Regions from separate parts of the Mus musculus genome. Here region 1 is linked to region 2. A link is a contact called in public Hi-C data. All regions are on one chromosome and are shown on one strand. The core of a region is the stretch at or near the end of the contact, and the rest is flanking DNA. Distances in the headings are between cores, read along the strand shown. Region 1 has its middle 12 kb from the start of Gm4832. Region 2 holds the start of Fbxo11 (F-box protein 11).

The links. Hi-C and Micro-C count contacts between places; a contact is called where the count stands out from the background.
Region 1: a Hi-C map of regulatory T cells shows a contact between it and region 2, with 3 times the contacts expected there. The contact joins the enhancer-like site here to the promoter of Fbxo11 in region 2. A contact is called at or near these places in 13 of 39 promoter capture datasets (the 3T3-L1 cell line, 3T3-L1-derived adipocytes, the C10 cell line and 7 more), 3 of 15 datasets of contacts at CTCF or cohesin (CD8 T cells, the G1E-ER4 cell line and pro-B cells), 41 of 484 Hi-C or Micro-C datasets (the 63-12 cell line, B cells, the Ba/F3 cell line and 28 more), 13 of 115 datasets of contacts at active chromatin or transcription factors (the 230-238 cell line, CD8 T cells, the HPC-7 cell line and 8 more) and 2 of 9 other capture datasets (adipose tissue and liver).

The regions. Positions count from the first base shown.
Region 1 is chr17:88,111,138-88,114,977 of GRCm38.p6, reverse strand. No RefSeq gene overlaps it. Among named protein-coding and RNA genes, the nearest start is that of Gm4832, 12 kb to the left of the region's middle. Within about 2 kb of position 2,532, at least 139 of the 459 cell types and tissues checked have an H3K27ac peak or open chromatin away from gene starts, as enhancers often do. A contact at or near this core is called in the 230-238 cell line, the 63-12 cell line, B cells and 29 more, where this site is marked.
Region 2 is chr17:88,064,701-88,069,126 of GRCm38.p6, reverse strand. Fbxo11 (F-box protein 11) reads left to right here and starts at 3,082. Exons shown (of 23, transcript NM_001081034.3): 1 at 3,082-4,118. The coding sequence starts at 3,875. It overlaps Gm45950 (a long non-coding RNA gene), which reads right to left and starts at 3,002. Exons shown (of 2, transcript XR_385899.1): 1 at 2,560-3,002.

The sequences.
Region 1 (3,840 bases), core at 1,283-3,782, 46 kb before region 2:
CCTAGCTCAAAAACTAAGATGGAGACTAATAAAGGAATTCAACCCCTGGCCTTCACGTGCATGTACATACACGTGTGCACGTAAAACACAGATACATATACAACACAGAAACACCTGGGAAAGTCAACTCACAAAAGAGCAAGGTTTGTTTGGCTAACGGTTTTGGAGTTTTGGATTGGTGGCCAGTTGGCCATGTTGCTTTTGATCCTGTGATAGAGCAGTACATCATGTCAGGGGAGCATATCTCAAAGTAAGCTGCTGATGGCATGACCAGGACTCAAGGAGGAAAAAGAGGGCAGGGTCAGGCAATTCTCTGTGAGGAAATAGCCCCAACACCCAAAACTGTGCACTTAGCACTTCGGGCTTCACACACACACACACACACACACACACACACACACACACACACACACGAGCTGTAGCGGTCTTCTGTGTTAGGAAGTAAAATGTATGTTACCACTTCTCTGTTATAGATGCTTAACCCACAAGCTATTGTCATGATAGCCCTAGTATAAATATATTTAAATATAAATCTACGTGAGTATCTGTTGAGTATCTATAATTCTCCCTTAAGCATGGACAACCACAACTTACAGGGCAACCTTAGCCATCCTGGAACTCTTGTATTTTGTAGACCAGGCTGGCCTCAAACTTGGATTCCTCTGCCTCTGCCTCCTGAGTGCTGAGAGTAAAAGGTGTGTACCCAATTGGCGTTTGGAAATCTTGATACATATTTCCATTTGCTAAACACAGTTTTCAGAACAGGTGATTTATAATATTACAAACGTGAAAAATAATATTTTTTAACTTTTAAAAATGTCTTATAAATGGGGTTGGAATGAACGAACTCTTTCTTTTCCCTAAATTTCAGCGCTAGGAGTAGAACCCAGGGCCGTGGCCACACTAGGTCGGCGCTCTAGCATGGCGTTACCCAGTATCCTCACCACTAAGTCCTTTTTATAACAGTCCCTCATGCGTTAGATGCGGCTGTGGGTTGTTCCGTGTGAAGATGTCATGGCTCACTCACCCCATGGTGAGCACTTGGGTGGTTTCCCATTAGTATTTTCCCTATAAAGTATCTTTTGGGAAATAAATGCCCACTACTTCTGAGAGTTTCTTAGAAGTGGAATGATTGGGCCCCACATGTTTAGCTTTCATAGATATTGTCAACTGTCCAAAGTGACTTTAACAGTTTCTGCATCTGCAAGGTGTGGAAGTTGCAGTGGCTCTGTGTCAACACTTGGTGCTCTCAGACCTTAAGATTCTAGCTATTCTGGTGACAGGCATATTCTCTGTGCTTGCACGGACCCGTTATTTAGTCCTCCCTTTGTGGTTTTGATATGACTCTCCCCATCTGCTCAGGTCTGCTTATTTTCATACCCACTACGTTGAACGGTATGGAAATATCTCCGTCCACTCTGCAAGTTCCTCTTTTTCACTCTCATAACAGTATTGCTGCATTAACAGAAGTTTTAAGACCTTTAGTGCCGTCACAAATGGCTGGTACTTTTTATAAGACCTGCTGACGTCATCTCTGCCCACTCCAAGCATGTACAGATGCTCCTCTGGGGCCCTTTTCTCTAGTACTTTGTGGTTTACTCTTCTACAATTAGACGTATGTGATCCAGTCAGGCAGAGAGGGGCTCAGATACCTTGTATATTAAACAAATAATGATCTGCCCAGCGCCTCACAATGGCAAGACATCTTTTACAGAATTCCAGACGCACAGCGCCACACCAGGCTTGTGCGCTTGCACAGTGAAATAGTAGCATCTATTTTTTTTTTCCTGATTGCTATGTGCCAGTTCCTCATTGGCAAGCATTTTAACCTTTTATTCATGTTATAAGTACTTTCCCATGTATCATCTGACTTGGACTTATTTATAGTTTCTCTTGCTGTAGAGAAGTATTACATTTTTATGAAATGAAGTGTATTCATGATTTTGCTTACTAACCTTACTCCTATTATTTTTATACCTAGGAAATCTTTTCCTAATCCCCATGAAGTTTAAATATAATGGGAATATTCACAATGTAGATGATATGTAACCACATGAATGTAAATATTATTTCCTATAATATATCCAAAACCCTTCATTTTCTAGAATAAAGGAATTGAAATTCAAGCCTAAAGGTGGAGAGAATATGTCTGAATTTTAAATTGCAACTTCTGGCAAAGTGTTGGCTGTCTTCCTTAAATCCCACCAGCACAGCTCTTTTATCTCAGGTAGAAAAGAATGTTCCCACCTGTAGCTATGGAGCAAAAATGGCTGTGGTGACTTATAGGGGACCTCAGACCCACAGTCATGCCAAGAAAACAAGCAGAACGTAATGACAGCTAATTCAGGGTAATGAGGACAGAGCTAAGGACTTTCTTTGATGGGAGCAAGGGTAGGAGGTCAGCGGAAGTCCCATCCCCCACTTCTACCCTGCCCCGGAACTCTGTGTGGGGGAAGGTGGGTAGAATACACCCTGGAAAGCCCATTTTGGGTGAAACTTGGTGACAAAGCTTTCTGTGTTGCCACACCTGCTGGGGTGGAACTTCCTACTGAGTCACCCGTGCACCCACGAGTAACTCATACTCTCGTATGTGACCCCAGTAAGTTCATGGGTTCACCAGCCGGGGGGGTGAGTGGAATAGCTTGTTTATGCCTGTCACTGTTGTATCTGGGCTGAACAAATGTTTCTTGATATCTCTCCAGAAAAAGTCATGTAATTCACTTTATGGGATTTGTCTGGACAGAGGATTGTCCCAGCCAATGCAGTGGCTTTCTTGTGTCCAGTTTTCCAAGTCTCTGGTTTCAATGACTAGAGCTGAAACTGCCAGCCAGTGGACCTTCGTGCTGCACAAGTTACCAGCGTAGAAGTCACCAGAGTAGTCAAGTACCTGCCAGACAGCAGCTTTCAGCAGCTGTGGCTCATGGGGCTGCCTGGGAACTACCAGTCAAATTAGGTGGTTTTACTGCGCCTGCTCAACACGGTAGTGATCTCATCTCACAGAGTTCTTGCTCACTGCTCTGGAAGCACAGTGAAAAGACCCATAACTTGGCTATTTAAGGTGGGTTTGGTGTTTTGTTTGATTTTGGGTTTTTTTGTTTGTTTTTGTTTTGTTGAGACAGTGTTTCCTTTTTTGTGTAGCCCTGGCTGTCCTGGTAGTTACTCTGTAGACCAGGCTGTCTTTGAACTCCCAGAGATCTGCCTGCCTCTGCCTCCCACCTGCTGGGATTACAGACATGTGCCACCACTGCCCAGCTTGTGATTGTTATAAAAGCAACGCTTTAAGTGACTCTAGAGAGAGGTAGGATAGAAGCCTTGGTGGGGTTGGAAATGTGGTTTTCATTCGGGCTTAATTTTGATCCTGTGCTTGGGTTTTGTTTTTTGGTTTTTTTTTTTTTTTTTTTTTTTCCTTTGCAGGAGAAATAAAGGAAAGGCATAAGCCCCTCTTGGCACAACGTCTGTTGTGTTTAGTTCATGGCCAAAGACAGTTTTATGGGAAAGTCTGCTGTGCGCCAGCAAAGCATTTTCTTTTCCTCCATCCATAGTTTTAAAAACAAAAACATTTAACTAAAATAAAATCTCCCACCTCCCCATGAAAAGAAGGGGGTGGGGGAGAGAAGGAAATCGCAGCAACGTGCTCTAATGCGAAACGTTTCAGATTTTAGTCTTTCCAAAACAAATAACGCAGAGGATTGATCACAGCTATGGGACACTTAAACCTCAGCTTTCTGCTGGTTGATGTCCCGTCCTGCTCTCTTTGGTGGACAGCCAAGAGGACGAACACTGGAAAGGCTGAGAGATGAGCATCTCCTTTGGCTCTCCCAGATGGCTCTCGAAATGCCT
Region 2 (4,426 bases), core at 1,833-4,332:
ATAATGTTATAGTTGGTTCAGCAATCTAGGCTATGCAAAAGGCATTCTCTATAACTTACACAAACCCTTTACCCCTAAACATACTTCGGAATAAGCAAATTGTGAAACAAAATTTGAAAAACTGTAGTTATGTAGAAGATTGAGGCGTGTGGTCCTGGGGCTAAAAACTTTGGAAAATAGAGATGAATTTGGCCTCCAGAATTCACATGGCAGCAAACAACCCACTCTTCCTGGAAGCTGTCCTTTGACCTCCAGAGCCATGCCACTGCGTCCACGCGTCCACACAATACACAGGTACACACACACACACAAAATAAATAAAAATGTTATAAAAAAATTAGGGAAAAATAACCTACTGTTTCTTCTTACATTTGAATTAATATGAATAAATCTTCAATTCTACCACACCAAAATTCAAACTCATGGCTACATCAAGAGAACCGATATGTATTGGTTGAGTAGAATTTTTTTTTTAAAAGATTTATTTACTTTGTTTATATGAGACCCTGTTGCTGTCCTCAGACACACCAGAAGAGGGCATCAGATTCAATTACAGATGGTTGTGAGTCACCATGTGCTTGCTGGGAACTGAACTCAGGAAGAGTAGCGTGTGCTCTTTAACCACTGAGCCATCTCTCTAGCCCGTTTCTTTGCTTTTCAAGATACAGGTGTTTTTTGTATAACCTTGGCTGTCCTAGAACTACCTCTGTAGACCAGGCTGGCCTCGAACTCAGAGAGAACCATCGCCTCTGCCTCCTGTGTGCTGAGATTAAAGGCGTGCGCCACCACTACCCAGCTACAAATGTTTAATGCAATTAGAATTATGGACTCAATTATAATATGCTATTTTCCAGATTTTTAAAACTCTTCCCTCAATGCTTATTAAATCCAACCATAAACATTCATTTTCACCCAGCTAACAACCATAAATTATTTATTTATTTTAGTTTTTTTGAGACAGGGTTTCTCTGTAAAGCCCTGGCTGTCCTGGAACTCACTCTGTACAGCAGGCTGGCCTCAAACTCAGAAATCCACCTGTTTAATGTAATTAGAATTATGGACACAATTATAATATGCTACTTCCAGATTTTTAAAACTCTTCCCTCAATGTTTATTAAATCCAACCATAAATGCTCATTTTTACCCAGTTAACAACCATGACATTTTTAATACTGTTTATGTATTTAGTCAGATAGGATCTTGTTTCGCAGATCGGGATAGCCTAGAACTTGCTATCCCTTCTGCTTCAGCCTTCAGAATTCTGTGAATATAGGCTTTAGCTACTCATGCATGACTCGAATTGTTGGATTTTTTTTAATAAAATAATTTCTTAAGGTTTATGTGTGAGTTCTGCCTGCATGCAAGTCTGTACACCAAGTGCATGCCTGGTGCTTGCAGAGGCCAGAAGAGGGGGACAGATGCCCTAGAATTGGAGTTACAGATAGTTGGAGCTACCATGTGGTTGCTGGGACTGAAGTGAGACCTCTGGAAGGACAGCCAGTGCTCTTAAGGGATGAGCCATCTTTCTAGCCCCTCAAGATATTTTTCAAATAGCTGTCTTCACATACAGGTTTTGAAAAGATTGTGAGTCTTTGAAAATCACATGACCAAAAAAGAAAAAAAAAAACCCAGCAATTGTACATCATATGATAGGTTATTATTTAAATGGCAGGAGATGTCTGACATCTAGAAGGGTGATTTGCCAACAGTGGTGGCGAATGCCTTTAATCCCAGCACGTGGGAGGCAGAGGCAGGCGGATTTCTGAGTTAGAGGCCAGCCTGATCTACAGAATGAGTTCCAGGACAGCCAGGACTACACAGAGAAATTCTGTCTCAAAAAACCAAGAAAGAAAAAAGAAAAAAAAAAAGAAAAAGAAAAAAAGAAAAAAAGAAAAAAATCTGTAATTTACACATAGCACAATACCGTAGACTTACCTCTCCTGTGCGTCCCTTAGAATTCACTTTTCTCCCTCCCTTTCTGAAGCTTTGTAATGTTTTATCTATCTTAAGCCTAGAAAGCAATCAATGAAATTCAAGTAGAAAATCACTGACAGCTCCGAAATGAGGGAATCCAGAGATAAACCACTAGCTATGCAATAAGGAATAGTGAGCGGAGTACATTTTCAGTCTTCATAACGGCGGCCAGGGAATAGAAACACATTTTCCTTGGGGAGAGATTGTGCTAAGGGGACCAGACACAGATACAAAAGATTATTCCTCTCGGGGGTTTATCTTTCTTGACTTCGTGGGACCTAAAACAAAACCAATATAATCCATCACAACCTCCACCCGTTTTATTTTACTTCTTCCGGAACACCATGTAGACCACTTGCCCCCCCCCCCCCCCCAAAAAAAAAGCCTAAAGCAAACTAACTTGGTTAAAGATCTAAAACATTCTGAAAGTTTGGGCGACAAAAGCTGGAACCGACTCCAGACTCTCTCTTAAGTTCTCAGCAGAGCCGAAACAAGATTTCTTAAGGTTTGCAAATAAATCCCTTCAGCTGGACTAAAAACGCACAGAGCCTGGAGCGCTCCCTACAGCTGAGAGCTTGAACCTACCGAGCCCAGAAATCCGGAGTTACCCAAGACGGAGTCCCTCACTCCTTGTGGCGTTTAAGAGAACCAGGTGAAGGTTGGGGTGGAGGGAGGCTGAACCGGCAAAAGGCAGGATTAATCACTTCTCCCAATTGCATCAGCAGCCCCCGCCCTTCCTTCAGAGCACCTCCTATCCTAGAACCTTCGCTACGTACTGCCGCTCCTTCGCCCACCCCCGGCTCCATTATATGCCCTGATACCTCCCCATTATCACCCGCCCTGCCACACTCCCCCCTTTCCTCTTTCCTCCTCCTCCTCCTCCGTCGGGGAAGGAGGAAACCCGAGAGAGGAAACAGGGTGTTGGAGGAAGGGGGCTCCGCGATAAGAGAGGAGGCTCCATTGGCTCCGACACCGTACGGGCGCTTCCCATTGGTCAGGCCCCGCCGGAATCCACGCCCCCTCTGTCCCCGCCCCCGCCCCTCCCCCGCCGGCTCGCGGCCCTCCCCCCGCGCCCCCCGGCCAGCCCCGCGGCGGGGAGGGACCGACAGGGCTTGAGCGGAGAGGCTCCGGCGGTGTCAATGGCTCCTCCTGCCACGGAGCAGCAGCAGCAGCAGCAGCGGCAGCAGCAGCAGCGGCAGCGGCGGCGGCGGCGCTGGGGCTGAGGAGGGAAGGTTCCTTTAAGGAGGAGGAACGACGACGCCTCTTTTGCCCCTATCTCCTCCCTTTTACACTCATTTCCCCTTCGCCGAGGGTGGGGGTGGGGGGGGCGGAGGAGAGAGAAGAGGCCGAAGAAAGAGAAAATTCCTCGCAGGGCGCTCTTTCAGGGGGTGTGGGGGGAGGACGAGGAACGGAGGAGCCGGGCGCCCCCCGCGCGCTCCCGCCCCGCTCGGCTCGCCCTCTCCGAGATCGCCCGTCCGCCCACTCCCCCCGCCGCCGCCGCTGCCGGAGACGCCGCTCGGGAGTCGGCGGGCCCGGCTCGTCTGCTCGGCCGCCGCCGCGCTTCGCCTCGGGCTCCCCAGGCGGACGGACGCCCTTTCTTTCTTTCTCTTGCCCGGCCCGTCTCTCTGTCTGCGTCCCTCGCGGCCGCCCCGCCCGGCGGCCTCGGCCTTGCCCGTGCGCCAGGCCCGGCCGGCGGGCCTCGCTCAAGCTCCGGTGGTGCCCCCAGCCTCCCCGCGGAGCCGGGGGAAGCTCACGCCCGGTGGCCCCCCGGTCCCCGCGTCCCCGGCCGCCCCGCTCCTTCCCGCTCCCCACCCCCTTCCTCCCCGGCCCCGGAGCTCGCGGTGCGTGTGCGCGTGAGTGTGTGTGTCCCTCCGCCAACGCCGCCACCTCAGCCCGGCAAATGAACTCCGTCCGAGCCGCCAACCGGAGACCCAGGCGAGTGTCGCGGCCGCGCCCGGTGCAACAGCAGCAGCAGCAGCCCCCGCAGCAGCCGCCGCCGCAGCCGCCTCAGCAACAGCCGCCGCCGCAGCCGCCCCAGCAGCCGCCGCAGCAGCAGCCCCCGCCGCCGCCGCAGCAGCAGCCCCCGCCGCCGCCCCCGCCGCCTCCGCCGCCGCCTCAGGATCGGAACAACGCCGGCGAGAGGGGTAAGGCCGCGCTCGGGGCCTGGCTGGGCGGGCGGGAGGCCGGGCGGGGGCGGCGGCGGCGGCGGCGGCGCGCCCGGGGTGGGAGACGGAGGCCGAGCGGAGGCGGGTCCCACCGTGCCGCAGTGTTCGCCTGGGCCCGGCCCGGCCGGGCCTGGCCGGCAGGAAAAGCCGCGGCTGCGCGATCCGCCCGGGCTGCGGCTCAGGCCGCGCTTTGTTTGGTTTCGGGGCTGGCACCCTCCGTCCCCACCCCTCCTTGGGGCTTCCCGGCTGGCTCGCCCACCCCACGGGAGTCTGTTCGCGGCCGGGGG